Linked DNA regions of Mus musculus: regions 2, 3 and 4 are each linked to region 1. The links are chromatin contacts, called in public HiChIP or PLAC-seq maps. All regions are on one chromosome and are shown on one strand. Each heading gives the region's core, a stretch centred on a gene start, on an enhancer-like site or on the middle of the called end of the contact. The rest is flanking DNA. Distances are from core to core; before and after follow the strand shown.

What was found. HiChIP or PLAC-seq counts read pairs in DNA pulled down with a chosen protein or histone mark.
Region 2: an H3K4me3 HiChIP or PLAC-seq map of bone marrow-derived macrophages shows a contact between it and region 1, with 4 times the contacts expected there. The contact joins the promoter of Pin1rt1 here to the promoter of Lmo2 in region 1. A contact is called at or near these places in 1 of 39 promoter capture datasets (hippocampal neurons) and 1 of 115 datasets of contacts at active chromatin or transcription factors (bone marrow-derived macrophages).
Region 3: an H3K4me3 HiChIP or PLAC-seq map of bone marrow-derived macrophages shows a contact between it and region 1, with 3 times the contacts expected there. The contact joins the promoter of Cstf3 here to the promoter of Lmo2 in region 1. A contact is called at or near these places in 5 of 39 promoter capture datasets (the 3T3-L1 cell line, cranial neural crest, erythroid cells and 2 more), 2 of 115 datasets of contacts at active chromatin or transcription factors (the 230-238 cell line and bone marrow-derived macrophages) and 1 of 9 other capture datasets (liver).
Region 4: a contact with region 1 is called in an H3K4me3 HiChIP or PLAC-seq map of stem cell-derived neural progenitor cells, with 19 read pairs. The contact joins the promoter of Elf5 here to the promoter of Lmo2 in region 1. A contact is called at or near these places in 2 of 39 promoter capture datasets (both in liver) and 2 of 115 datasets of contacts at active chromatin or transcription factors (craniofacial prominence and stem cell-derived neural progenitor cells).

What each region holds. Positions count from the first base shown.
Region 1 is chr2:103,968,664-103,972,249 of GRCm38.p6, forward strand. It overlaps Lmo2 (LIM domain only 2), which reads left to right and starts at 1,624. Exons shown (of 3, transcript NM_008505.4): 1 at 1,624-2,049. The coding sequence starts at 1,799. All of the region lies in intron 1 of Gm38515 (a long non-coding RNA gene), which reads right to left.
Region 2 is chr2:104,714,361-104,717,946 of GRCm38.p6, forward strand. Pin1rt1 (protein (peptidyl-prolyl cis/trans isomerase) NIMA-interacting 1, retrogene 1) reads right to left here and starts at 1,930. Exons shown (of 2, transcript NM_001033768.2): 1 at 1,725-1,930; 2 at 1-442. The coding sequence starts at 425.
Region 3 is chr2:104,588,471-104,592,056 of GRCm38.p6, forward strand. It overlaps Cstf3 (cleavage stimulation factor, 3' pre-RNA, subunit 3), which reads left to right and starts at 2,014. Exons shown (of 21, transcript NM_145529.3): 1 at 2,014-2,232. The coding sequence starts at 2,206.
Region 4 is chr2:103,422,029-103,425,614 of GRCm38.p6, forward strand. Elf5 (E74-like factor 5) reads left to right here and starts at 2,040. Exons shown (of 7, transcript NM_010125.3): 1 at 2,040-2,160.

The sequences.
Region 1 (3,586 bases), core at 374-2,873:
ATTTAGGCTTGCCTAAACATTGTAAAAAATTTGTTTTTTAATTTAGAAAAACTAAGGACTTAAATAGAAAATATCTTTTTATACACTGAAGGTGGGTTTTGGACCAACACGAGGGCAGGCGCACAAACACAGATTTTAATTATTCCCTTTCAGTATACGTGTCAGGACATGGAGAGAGAGGGAAATGACACGAATCTGTGGGTAGTGGTTCAGGCTATTGCTAGGGAGAAATCAGGGAGGACTTTGCTCAGTACGGGGAATCCGGGAATTCATTTCTGACTATCATCTTCCGGGGTGAGCTGGTCTAGGTTATTAAAGCAATCTTTAAATTGGGGCTGAAATGCCTATGTCTTTGATCCGGGCTGTTCTTACTAAACAATGGATTCTGAGAGCACTCGGGACTTTCCTCTTTACAAACCTGAAGACTGTCATCATCATAAGCTAACGGGCCTTGAACGATCATTTCTGGACTCAGTTTCAAGGAACTCAAGGCCCAGGGGGACCTAGGTTTTTCTCCTGAAAAGTAGCTAGCTGGAATCCATCTCTTCCCTTCTGTATTTCTTTCTCCTTCTAGAACTTGTCTTCAAGCTTGAAGGAGAAACCTGCCCTTTTCTTTGTTTTATATAAGACAAAATAATAGTAAGTAATAACTGAAAGTCTTTTTATCGGGAAGGAACTTCCTCCGGTCCAAGCAAGTATTGCTGCTGATACTTTACAGAGAGGGCCAGCCTCACCGCTGGAGTTCGCTCTTTGAAAGAGGCTAGGGGAGGGAATTCTGCCGCCAGCAGATGGAGAGGAGACCCGGACAACGTGGTCCCTCCCAGACACCCTCCCTGCGGGATTAGCTGCCCCCAGCTCTGCTCAGGCGCACCTAGCGCGTGAGGTTCCTGGTCACACAGCTTGCGCCCCTCTCTGGAGAGCAGTCGCAGCTACTAGCTTGCCGCCAGCAGAGCCGCACTGTCTCGGGCATCGCAGAGCACCACGACTGTGGACTTGGGACCTCGAACCCGAGACGAGCGCGCGCTAGCCAGCCATTAGCAACGCTTGCATTTCTGCAGGTGCTTATTTCACATTCTTGTCTTTTCTTTCCTGCTGGAACGGGCGAGTGGTTACTTTCAGCCTGAGGCCAAAGGGAAAGGCAGAAGAAGGGGAACTCTGAAAAAGACAGTTTAGTGGCAGCGGGATTCTTGCCCCAGGAGAGGGGCTCAGGGGAGACTCTCGGTCTCTGCCGCGGGCCCTTTTAAGAAGCCAAGTCAGGGCTGCCGCTGTCGCCGTTGCTGCTGCTGCCGCTGCCGCCGCCGCCGCCGCCGCCGCCGCTATTTGGATTGCTAATCCCCAGGAGCCCCGTTTAAAAAAAAAAAAAAAAAGGAAGAAAAAAAGGGGGGAGGGGGCGGGCAGCTGTCTCTTTAAATGTGATTTCCTTCTATTGTATTTGAATCGTGATCAGGAAAAAGGAAATGAAACCAGAGACAGAGGGAAGCTGAGCGAAAATAGACCTTCGCGAGAGAGGAGGGAGCCTGGGGAGAGCCGCGCGGTCAGCTCCCCGCCCCCAGGCCGCCGCCCCCTCACTGCCCCCGGCGCCCCGACCCCGGCGAAGGTGCGAGGGGCTCGGGGCGACCGGGCGGAGCCGGCTACTGCGCGCGATCGGGACCGGGCGGCGGCGGCGGCGGCTGTGGTGACGGCAGCGGGACCGGGATGGAAGGTTAAGTCCTGAGCAGCGGCAGCTGTCGCAGCCACCGGAGGGAGGCCGGGCTGCTCCCCGGCCCCCTGCCTTGGCCGCCGCGCGCCGGGCAGCTGGATGATTCGCTCTCTCTCTTTGGCGTTTGAAGGGAGCGCGGTGACTGTCCTTGAGCGTGGAGGGGCGAGCTCGCCAGCGGAGCGACCGAGCAAGAGGAGGCGCAGGAGCGGCGGCGCCCGAGCACCCGAGGGGGTCCGAGTCCAGGCAGCTAGCCAGCCACGCGCCACAAAGGGAGCGCCCCCGCCGCCCGGCACGCCGCCCCCCTCCCCAATGTCCTCGGCCATCGAAAGGAAGAGCCTGGACCCGTCTGAGTAAGTGTGGCGCTTCTGTTCCGGCACCCCAAACAGGGTCCCAGGCTAGGCGCGAGGGGCTGACTCCAGGTGCGCGCCCGCAGCGTGCCCTTGATCCCTCCGTCTCCCAGGGGTTCTCTTTCCTCGCGGGTGACTCTGGAAACACCGAGAGGGACTGGGCGGCGGAAGCTGTAACTGGGATCGACCCTGCGGACCGCTCCGGGCTATCTGGAAAGCTCCCCAAACCTTTACCAGGGCCAGAAAGTTTGCCCAGGAGCTGGCACCCGGAGCTCTGAGGCACAGGTGCAGGGCAGGGAGAGTGGAGGACAAGATTCTGCCTTCTCCCTTTTCGTCCCACCCTCTCCAGGTTCCCTTCCTTTTTGTCCATTTGGCCTTGGAAAGGGGGGCATCCCAACTAGAACATCCCGGGGTCTCCGACGTCGACTCTCCTACCAGGCCCGGAGTAGAGCGGACAGTTGATGAGGTCCGCTTGTCCACCTGGGAACTGGTTCTGGCCTCCAGAGACTTCTAGAATTGCTAATCTGTCGTTCCTCCCGGTACATGTTCGCCCCTCCCCTGAGTTTCCTAGTGCGGGCATGTGAACCTCGAAAGTTAGTGCACATTTTTTTTTCTGTCTAGTATGTTTTTCTAGGGAGCAGAATCTCATCGAACTCTCAGAAGGGCTGTGTGTGTGTGTGTCAGCGAACCAGAGCTTTAATGAGCATGTACTGTCTAGTGCTCTGAGCTTTGCGCTGGTTTGCAAAGAACAGCCCCCCCTCCCTTCCCCATTCCACAGCCTGTACCCTCCTAGCCCATTCTCTAGCCTTAACAAGGGGAGCCAGGAACGAAGGTATCGGTTTTTTTTTTTCCACGTCCACACAAATGCCCTTTTAAGAGTCATTAGCTGTCTGGTTTTGAGTTTTTATTCCTTTGAAGTCCTCATCTAATCCTTTGAAGGGATTTGTTAACACAAGACCAAAGGCACTGCTAATGACTTGTCCGTTTGGGCTTTTAAGATGCATTTGTTTTGGTGGGGTTTTGCCCCCCTTTTCTTTTCTTTTCCTGCTTTAAAAGAATTGTGCTTTCCTGCTGGAGTTTTCCTATTCACCCCCCCCTTCAATTTCAGCCTTCTGTGGTGTTTATTTACCTGGGCTTTACCCTCAGCCAGCAGCATAAAAACCCAGCGTGTTCTCATAAAACACAGGAAGTCCCACGATCCAGCAAGAATATAAACATCACTCTTCAGTCTTGAAGGTTAAGACACTAGCTCAGAAAGGAGCTAGGTTTGTTGGCAAGAGGACCAGCTTCCTTAAAATCTCAGGAGAGAAACAACAACCCTTTAAAGAGTCAGTGTCTATAGCTTGTTCCCTTTTAAGCATAAGCTTAGAATTACATCTGGGCCCCGAGTTTTCAGAAATTGGACAAGACATAAGATTACACAGTTGGGGAGGCAGTCTGGTGAACTGCTGTTTACTGGCTCCCTATCAGCACAACCTAACCACTAATCCTTTATTAGATGTTGAATCTACAGAGTTTGGCTTCTTAAAAAAATTACTAA
Region 2 (3,586 bases), core at 680-3,179, 750 kb after region 1:
ATCTCCCCAGTCCGTAGAGCAAACGATGCATCCTCAAACGGTTTCTCCATCTGTCCTCTGCTGAAGGCACCCAGGTCTCCCCTGGCTTTGGCAGAGCTGCAGTCACTGAACTGTGAGGCCAGAGATTCAAAGTCCTCCTCTCCTGACTTAATCTTCCGGATGTAGCCATTGATGAGCTCCAGGGCCTCCTCCTTGCTCCTGGTGATCTTTTCCTGGCGCCAGGATGAGGGCCTCCGAGATTGGCTGTGCTTCACCAGCAGGTGTGAGCAGCGCACCCTGGCAGGCTCACCCTGGCCGTTCTTGCTGCTGCCTTCGCTGGGCCGCTCCCACTGGCTGGCGTTGGTGATGTGATTGAAGTAGTATTCCCGGCCTGAGCTGCGACTCATATACTTCTTCCAGCCGGGCGGCAGCTTCTCGTCTGCCATCTTCGCTCAGGAGTAACCTATAAAATGAGGGTTTATTTAAATAACTAGAGCAAATGGAGGGGAATAATGGTTTCAAACATAAAACACATGTAATTATTACTAAAGATTTAAGCTTGAGCCTCACACACTAAATATAAATATATATGAACACACCACCCTGGGATGCCTAGATGGCTCAGCAAACTTTTGACATGAAAACCAGGCAACCTGAGTTGATTCCTAGAACACACCAGTTAAGGTAGAAGGAGAGAACTGACTGCATACAGTTACACTCAGATCTCAACATGAGCAGTGGCTGGTGTGTTCACATACAATACAGCAGATTAAAAATAAAACAATTCCCAGATGGTTCACTTTAGGAGAATACAACTAAAGAAAGATATTCAACTAATTGAACATTCAATTCTATCTGAATTCAGACTACTGTGCCTAGTTTGCTTTTGTGGGGGATTTGTTTGTTTTTGCTTTTTGAGAAGACCTCTCACTGTGTTGCTAGCTCTTGGCTGGCCTGGGACTCCCTATGTAGATCAGGCTAGCTCTAAATTCACAGAGCTCCAATTGCCTCTGTCTCCCAAATTCTGGGATTAAAGGCATATGCCACCATGCTCAGCTGAAGCAGAAATTCTAAAACTGTATCATCTAAAATCTATTATCAGTAATTCCAGGCAAGAATAAACTTCCCAAGTGATCCAAACATGAAAGCCAGAATGGAACACAGACATACCCTTAGAGAAATCTACCTTCCTTGGGGTTTTAAAACTAAGTAAAAAAAAAAAAAAAAAAAAAAAAAAAAAAAAAAAAAGGCTGGGCGTGGTGGCGCATGCCTTTAATCCCAGCACTTGGGAGGCAGAGGCAGGCGAATTTCTGAGTTCCAGGCCAGCCTGGTTTACAGAGTGAGTTCCAGGACAGCCAGGGCTACACAGAGAATCCCTGTCTCGAAAACAAAACAAAACAAAAACAAAACACTAAGTCTTCCCTGAAGAGGCTAGAGACAACACCAAGACCATTCCATTTTATCTGGGACAATTCATCTGGTTTTTGTTTTGTTTTGTTTTGAGACAGGGTTTCTCTATGTAGCCTTGGCTGTCCTGGAACTGGTTCTGTAGCCCAGGCTGGCCTCGAACTCACAGAGATCTTGTCTGCCTCCGGAGTGCTGGGATCAAAAGCATGCGACGCCACTGCCCAGCTAGGATGATTCATCTGTAATCTTTTGATACTTAAAAGGTTCCCTTTAAATATAAATGTTCATACATGGGCCGGTTCGATCTTTGACTGTAAGGACTGGAAACTCAAACTAACCTTGAGATAAAGTGAGCTCAGCGCCAGACTGCAGTGTGGAGAGAACGGTAACAGCTGTCCCGGAGGTAGACTGTTGTCACCCCCTTGGGACACACAGGATCCCTCTAACTGTTCCTTGTTTCTGGTTTCTTAGTGTTGCTCCCTTGTGTTTTAGATCTAGTCAGTGTATTAAGCAGGGTTCTCCAGAGTCACAGAACGTATGGAAAGTCTCTATATAGTAAGGGAATTCGTTATAATGGCTTACAGTCCGTAGTCCAACTCCCCAACAATGGTCAGCTGTGAATGGGAAGTCCAAGGATCTAGTAGTTGCTCAATCCCATGAGGCTAGTTGTTTCAGCTGGTCTTCTGTAGAAGTAGATTCCCACAGATGGTGCTAGTAAGTAAACGAAAGCAGGCAAAGAGTGAATTTTCCTTATGTAGGCCTTCAGCAGAAGGTGTAGCCCAGATTAAGGGTGTGTACTGCCATGCCTAGATCTGGGCCTTGATTTGTCCCAGGTTGACTTTGAATTTAGAGATCTCCTTGCCTTAGTCTCCTGGGATTAAAGGCCTGTACTACCTTGCCAAGGCCTAAGCTTTTTATAGCCACTATGCCTCAAAATCTCCATGTCAAGGTCCAGGTGAGAAACTTGTGTCTTCCAGCCTCAAGATGTGGATCACAGGTGTGCCCTCCAGATCTGGATTGTAGTTCGTTCCAGATGTAGTCAAATTGACAACCTGGAATAGCCATCACAGCCCGGTAGAATTTGGATTTGCATAAAACCTAGCTCCTTAGTCTGCAGGAGGTTGCCTTTGGATGGAGTGCTCGTCCACAGACGACTCTGCTGAGCAGAGGTCAAGTTTACAGTCACCTAAGCACTGAGCACACAGGTGAGATGGGTCCCTTAGCAGGATCTGAGGAAGACTGGGTGAGAGCACGGAGCTAACAGCGAGGACAGTGACCCAGCATGGTTCTCCAAGGTTTTCAGAGTAGCACTGGTCCTATGGTTTGAAGTTTATAATGTCTTCAGAAAATGACAGCTCTACCATAAAACCTCCTATTCTTGGGCTGATCACCTGGCTCAATGGGTAAGAGACTGCTCAAAGCCTGGCAGCCTGAGCTTGGTCCCCAGGCTCCACAAGGCGGAAGAAACACACGAAGACTGGCAGTTGTGCTGACCTTGCCGTGCCCATTGCATCACACACACAAATGTTATATAGTTTCTAAAAATCTTAGTAAGTTTAAGGTAAGCTCCCTGCTCCAACCCCAGACACTATCTTGCTGTGTAGCTCAGGCTGGCCTGCAACTCACCATCTTCCCATTTCAGCCTCTGAAGTATTGGAATTAGACACAGGACACATCACAGTTGGCTTTTAACTGTGACTATTAGAATGTTTTCCGTGGTCTGACCATTCTGTTAGAATGTTCCTTCCTGAAGCATGAGCAAGTGCTGGGGCCATGGCTCAGCAGTTATGAGTACTGGCTGCTCTTCTAAAGAGGACCTGGGCTTGCTGCCCAGCTTCCACATGGCAGCTCACAACTGCCTAGAACTCCAGTTCCAGGGGATCTGAGCCCCTCTTCTGACCTCAGTAGGCCTCTCTCTCTCACTCTCTCTCTCTCTCTCTCTCTCACACACACACACACACTGTGCACAGGCATACAAAATAAAAGAAATAAAAAGAATGAACAAGCATGGCATGGTGGTACACATCTTTAATTTAAAAAATTTAAGAACTCAGGAGGCAGAGGCAGTTGGATCTCCAAGTTTGAGGCCAGCCTGGTCTAGAGTGAGTTCCAGGCCATCCAGGGTTACACGGGGAACCCATGGCTTAAAAAGCCAAAACCACAAAAAAGAAAAAGAAAAAAAAAAAAAAGCCTGAGCAGT
Region 3 (3,586 bases), core at 764-3,263, 620 kb after region 1:
AAACAACAACAAGAAAAAAAAAATCAAAAACCGAAACAACAAAAAGACAACACCCCCAACATGTAACATAAAACCTAGAGATAGCATAAACCAGCCTGCCTCCATTTTAGACTTGAAAGCCATCTTATAATAAAGACAAGCCATTCCTGTTTAAGATTGGATCTTTGTTTCTCACGGATTGGGCTATGCCTCACCTATTATTTTAACTACTAATGGTTTTATATGGCCTATTCCAGGAAATGGCAACCGCACCTTTGTTTCAGGGGGTAGTTCTGATCACCTGGCAACCGCACCTTTGTTTCAGGGGTTAGTTCTGATCACCTGGCAACCGCACCTTTGTTTCAGAAGTGTATTGTGCTCACCTGCTGTTATGATCACCTTCTTTTGACCACCTTGTTATTATCACCTGGCAGCCATGACTTTGTTTCAGGTTATGACCAGCTTGTTATGTTCTGCTTCGTAGCCTCTCTTATTTGCCTGCAAAATCTTCCATTTGACAACTCTCTACTCTTGAACTATAAACACCTGTATCTTCCCCACATCCAAGGCTGATCTCTTGGACCCAGACCTTAGAGACAGCCTGTGTGCATGAAAAAAAAAAAAAAAAAAAAAAGTCTTGCTTTAATTAACTTGATCATGATTTGGGTTGGTGGTCTTTCTCCTTGCATCTGTGACATTAACAATAACCTCTTTAAATGTTTTGATGAATACACGCACGCATAGGCGTGCACACACACATGCACACATATATACACATAAGCTATTTTATATTTCTGGCTTAATTTTGTGGCTATTTTTAGATTTATATATTTATCTTGTGAGTGCCTGTGTGTTTGTAAGTGCAGGAGTTTGCAAGCCATAGTGCATGTGTGGAGGTCAAGGAATAACTTCCTGGAGTCGGTTCTATCCTGTCAACTCATTGGATGCCAGGATCAAACTCAAGTTTTTTGGCCATCACGGCAAGCACCTCCACTCTTTGAACCATCCTGGCTCATTGTGGATATTTTTCTAAGTCAGTCACATCAGCAACAGTTTAAAAGAGTAACGCCCCATTGAGGGAGACTTCTGAAATATTCAGACTCCATTATCAAATGTTGCAGTGACTCAATATATGTACATTTGATTCATGCATCTATTTGCTTAAAAAGATATATGCATCTCATTGTATGGCCCTCGTCCGTGGGCTCTACACACCAGGCTGCCCTCAGAGATCCATCCAGCCTCTGTCTCCCGAGTACTGTGATTAAAGACTTGTGCCACCACCGCTCAATAACCTCCTGGTTACTCGTAAGCCAAATAAGAGCTTTTACCTTTTAAGTTAAATCTTAGCTGCTGTTGCTATTCCTATCTTTAGGCAAGGAAACAGAGACGCAGATAATGCAAATTGCCCAGTCTACTCCTCTATAGTAGGTGAGAAGTCTGGATGCAAAGCAACATTCCTTCGCCACTATCAACGCAATTTTGCAGATAAGAGATCGTGGTGAGACGCTAAACTAAAATCCCCGGTCTAATAGTGAACGGTGACAGCAAAAGTAAAAAAAAAAAAACAAAAAACAAAAAAACAAAAAAACAAAAAAACAAAAAACAGACTTGATGTGTTCCTCTCCTCCCCAAGAAAAGAAAACGTACAGAACGCGTTAGTAGACTCCTTATTCCCGAAACACGAGAGGTATTCACTAACTCTCAACGCTATTCCCTAAAATGGTCAGTTTGCCTGTACAGAGCGGATTGGCAGTCAGGCTTCAGCAGGGAGGAGCTCGGCTCTGCAACTCAGTCGTGAAATTCCAAGAAGCGCGGGAGCTCCCAGGCCAATCGGGTGGATCTTTCCGGCCGGCCTCGGAAATCTGGACAGCGGCGTCATCAGTTCCGGGCGTGACGTTAGCTCACGCACTGAGCCCGCCCTCTGGGAGCGCTCTGCGCTTGTGCACCTCCAATAATCCGGGAGTTAAGCCTCAGCCCCGCCCACTGTCCCGGAAGTGAATACGGAAGCGCCTCACACCCCCTCTGCCGGCTGGGGCGCAGCCATTTTAATTCAAATCTGAGTGGGCGGCGGCGGCGGCGGCGGCGGCAGCGGATTTGGCGGCGGCTTTGGCTCTGAGGGACAGGGGTAGTGTTCCTGGTTTTGGTGGGGTTTGCCTTTAGTTTAATTTTCCTTTTCTAGCTTCCCTTTGCCGGCTGGTGCGTACGTTGTAGTCCCCCGAGGCCATGTCAGGAGACGCAGCCGCGGAGCAGGTGAGGAACGGGAGCGGTGGGGCCTCGTGGCGACCTCTTCTCTCTCTAGCCCTGTGGGTGCGAGCACCCCGTTCGCGTGAGCAAGGGCCCTGAAGAGCTAGTGAGCCCGGGGATCGGGAGCGCATCCCCCGAAGTCTCCCAGGTTTGGGCTTCTCTGTGGCGTTCGTACGAATAAGTATGGGACTTAGACAATGGCAGAGACGTCGCTTCGCCCTGGCCATTGCAGTTTCTTCGGTCGGGACGGTGTATTTCATACCACTTTAGTGTTCCGGTAGTCCCAGATTGTTCTAACGTGTATCTGCGCTGGCAGTGTTTTCCTCGTCTGCCCCCCAGTCCTCTGTCCCCAGAAATAACGAAATCAGTCTGGAAAATTCGGCCCCCGAGAGAGCGAAGGTAAAAAGAGCCACGGCTCTTCCGAGCTTTGGGGGAATTTTGTGGATTCGCTTTCTTCCCCTCTCGTTTAGGAACACTTTATTTTTGCTTTTACGACCACGCAAACATTGCAGAATTTGGTAAACTGAAAACTCGAAATGTGCTTTAGTCACTGTAGGCACCATCTGTTTGGATGGTTAGATATGAATGATACATAAGTATTTTACAAATGGGACTTTTAGATAGGAGATCTCACCCTTTTGCTGTTTGGCTGTTTGTTTGTTTTGGATAGGTTTTCACAGTGTAGCCCTGACTAGGCAGGACCTTCTGACAGGATTGCTTCCTTGGCCTCCAGGCGTCCATCTCCATGTTTGGTTCTTTTGCTCTTTTATATCCTAAATTTTGTAGGCTAGTGTTTGGCTTTTACTGTAAAAAACAAAACTGAGTTTTTGAAAGGTGTGTGTTTTGATCTTGATCCACGTATATTTAGTTTTAAAAGAAAACAAAGTCCTAAATTTCTTATTGCTATAGCAATGAAATACGCTTGTATTTTTATTTCTTTTCTTTTTCCCAAATCCCCAGCTAATAAAATAGAAATTATTGGAGGTTGACAGATGAGGTAAAATAGGACTGTATGTTAATGAAGTGTAGGCAAATTAGAACTTAATTACTTTGGTGACTGAAACGCTTGAGGACCAATTTAATTCCAAGTCTTGGCAGTGCTTTTGCATTTTATCTAAAGTCAGGGTGCCCACGAATGCAGTGTCTTTGAACTATTTTTCTAAAACTGTTTATTTTACTCTACTCTTACCGGGCTGGCATTTTTATTTTCTGAAAGTGAAGGAGTGGTGTTGAGGTTTCATTGGATGTGTCTGAAATTCACTGTTTTATATAAATTTGTAAAGACAAAAATTTGCCATGCTTTTGTTTTAGAACTATGCGGGTTTTAGTTTTTGTTGTGGGTCATCCTGCTCCACCCCAG
Region 4 (3,586 bases), core at 790-3,289, 550 kb before region 1:
CTTCAACAGGACAAGTCACAGATGTTAAAACTTCTGTGAGGACATCTGAATTCGGTTATTTCCAGATTCTGGTCCTGTGCAGATACTTTTGTTCAGACGAAATTTTACCAAGAAGATTTAGAGAAAAGCTTTGGGGCTCTTCTTGAATCCCTCTTCTAAACTCTCGACCTTCAAACAGGACACTTTTTAAACTCCCGCCTAAGGGCTGGAGAGATGGTGCTGTGGATAAAGCACTTCCCTCCCCAAGCCTTGAGTTCAGTCAATCTCTAGAACCCAAATTAAAGAAAAAGCCAGGTGTAGCAGGGCAGGCCTGCAATCCCAGGACTAGAGAGGCAGAGTCAGGAGGAGCCTGGAAGCTTGTAACCCAGCTAGTGTAGCTAAATCAGGCTCAGCAATAGACTGTGCCAAAAGCAAAGAGGAGAGGCTGGAGAGATGGCTCAAAGTTTGCTGCTCTTGCAGAGGACCCAGGTTCAATTCCCAGCACCCACGTGGCAGCTCACAACCGTCTGTAACTCCAGTTCCAGAGGATCTGACCCTCTCACATACAGGATACAAGTAGGCAGAATACCAGTATGCATTAAAAAAAAAAAAAAAAAAAAAAACATGTTTTAAAAATGCCTAGTGATACAGGGTCTCATTGTGTGGATCACCCTGGGTAGCCTAAAACTCACTGTGTAAATCAACCTGGCCTCAAACCCACAGATATCTGCCGCCTGAGTGTTGGGATTAAAGGCACTGTTAAATCCAACAAAATGATTAAATAAATAAATAAATAACTTAATCCCGTTTTCTCCTATTACTGTTGGGAGAATTCTGACCCAGAAAAGCTGGCTCTCCCACCTAAGGTCCCAGAGCCAAGCCAGAGCCTCAACAGGCCACTTATCTTGCCCCGACTATTTTTCCATGATGACACATGACTCCTCACATGAACTGCCTTTTGTTTCTTCACGCCGTTCGGGTGTTTGGATTTGAGTGTTTGTGCCTATGCCCAGTGTTCCCAAGAAAACCTAACCAACCAGTCAATCTCTGCTTTCCACTTCAAGATCACAGAGTCTGCAGTTTGAGCACCTTGGTGTCTTGGCTGCCTGAGATTGAGAGAGGAACGGAACCCACGAAAGGGGGTTATGAACACTCCTCCCAGATGACTGCCTAGGCCGTCATTTAGATTTGAGAGATGTCCTAAAAACTGGGTAGTTCTCAGTGAGACAGCTGACAGCTTGCAAGCCAATCAGGACCCCCCGCCCCCGTGTTGTTCTGGATGTTTGACACTGCAGCTCCACGATCCCTTCATATCGCCATTTCTAAAACAGAGGACACTGGGAAAGGGGGAAAGCTGTCACATGGCTCCTGTATTCAAACATGGCGCCCTTTGGGTGCTTAGAGTGGAAAGGCCAGTGAAAGCACTGCTCCCTGACTCTCTCCCTGCCCCCTGATCGGAAGGTCCCCACCAGGATCAATAGAAGGAAATATGTAGCGCCCAAGGACAGGCTTCCAGGTGATTGGCTGACATTACCAAGTATGGCCTTCCCAGCAACCCAAGGACAGATTCCATTATTGCATTAATCTGATGGATCCCGGATATGCTCATTAACTTATTCACAGTAATGCAGCCAGAAAATGACCGGCTCAGAATTTGATCCCTGAAGCACCTTTATTCTTTACCACTTCTTGGCACTGCTCTTCTTTCCTAACACGCACAGAATAGGGGATAACACTACATACAGAGGTTCGGGACTTGGCCAGCCCAGGCAAAGGCTGCAATGAACAGACACCAGGCCTGAATTTCCTTCCCTCCAGCTTGCTCAACGGAGACTGCTCCAGCCAGCACTCCACTTATCCCCCCGGGGGCAAGAATTCTCTGCTCATTTCCTGGGTCCCCTCGGTGGGTGGTGGGAGCTGGGCACAAAAGCAGGAGAAAGGTAAACTTTCTGCATGTGAAAACCACCCCCCACCCCCGAGGAGCCGTGTCACACCGTATGTCACCGTCATCAAAGGGGCTGTGCATAAACCTGAAAAACCAAACGGACCTGTCTGTAGGTGTCACTTATATCACACGGCTACAGGTGCCTTTATTTCTACAGTCCGCTGGTGCTGGGAGCGCGCTTGCCTTCTCTTGCCTTGAAAGCCTTCTGTCTGGACCTAGCCACCACTTGTCTTCACGTAAGCAGCTTTTCTTTGCTCTTTTGAATGAATTGAAAGGGGGTGTCGGGGCTCAGAGACTTAGCTGGGGCCTGGGACTGAGTCTCTGTTTCCAGCTCCCACGGCAGCCCCTCCGTGAGGAAGCCAGAGTGCCTCCTCCGGGGGTGTTTGACTCAGGTTTGACGGCTTGCCGGAGAGATTTTTTTTTGTCTCCTCCGGGAAGGTGGCCACCCACCCTCTTCACCGGCCCCCACTTCCTCTGGTTCCACTAAACCAAAGGCAGCTGAGAGAATGTGTACAGGCGCTTAAATCTCTGCCCATCCTTTAGCTGCCTTTAGGAGGAAGCCGGATTCTGCACGGATAGCCAGCTCAAGAAAAACCCACCACCTCCCCCAACCCTGGCCTCACCCCTCAGTTCTTTGGAGGGCCTGCTCACCAAGCTGCCCCTCTTGATACAGAGAATGGTATTCTTACTGTTTAAGGCTTTTTTTGTTTTTGTTTTTGTTTTTTTAAGGAGTTTGTACAAAATAGTTTAAAGGAATCTCATTTGGCCCTCCCACAGCCCCTTAGGACAGAGTGCTTCCAGAAGAGAAGTGGCTAGGGTTTTTTTCCACTGTATTCTCAAACCTTATCAGTCTGTATGCGTTCAGGGGTTTGTGCGCATTTGCCCCCTACTGGCAGCAACTGGAAACACATGCTCTCCCGCATCTGCGTTAAGGTAGGAGAATTTAAGACAGAATAGGGGTCCTAGATCATTATGCACTTAGTCTCCATTTTACAGATGGGGCAACTGAGGCACAAGAAGGCCCGGTAATTTATAGAGATGGTTTTGTGTGGTAGTCCAAAGACTCAGACCCAGGCTGTTACACGTGCTCATCCACACGGAAAGCTTCATTCTCCTGCCTTCATTCTCTCGGCAAGGGTCTTTCTATGATTCAGTGTATTGGGGACAGCAGCTTTTACAGTTTGGTTGCCTCCTCTTCTCAAAAGTCTTCAGAGTGAAACTTTTTAGCTACTCAATCAATGTTCACTGATTTTATTAAATCCTCAGGACGCTCAGCGGACTGTGTGTTGAGATGTCCATTTTAAGGATTCGGAAGTAGGTTATCAGAGATGGTCATGAGTACTTACAGATTAGCAGACCAGGATGGGGAAAAAAATCAAAACTTTTAGCACGCCTGCAAGAAAGTCAGAGGTTGCAGCAGGCTAGGCAGGAATTGTGCCCTCCGTCGCTTGCTTTGTGACTACCGCAAACAACACTCATTCTCTGCGTCTTTAACCTAAAACTTGTGATCTTCCGATCGAAGCCCACAGCTTCCTTCTATGATGTTTTAGAAAAATATAGCTTAAAAAAAAAACCAAACAAATGAAGTCCTAAATGAGCTGAAGAAAAATGAAGTATTGCTCAATAAGGCACTGGCGAGTTGGCTCCCACAATGCAGTGGTT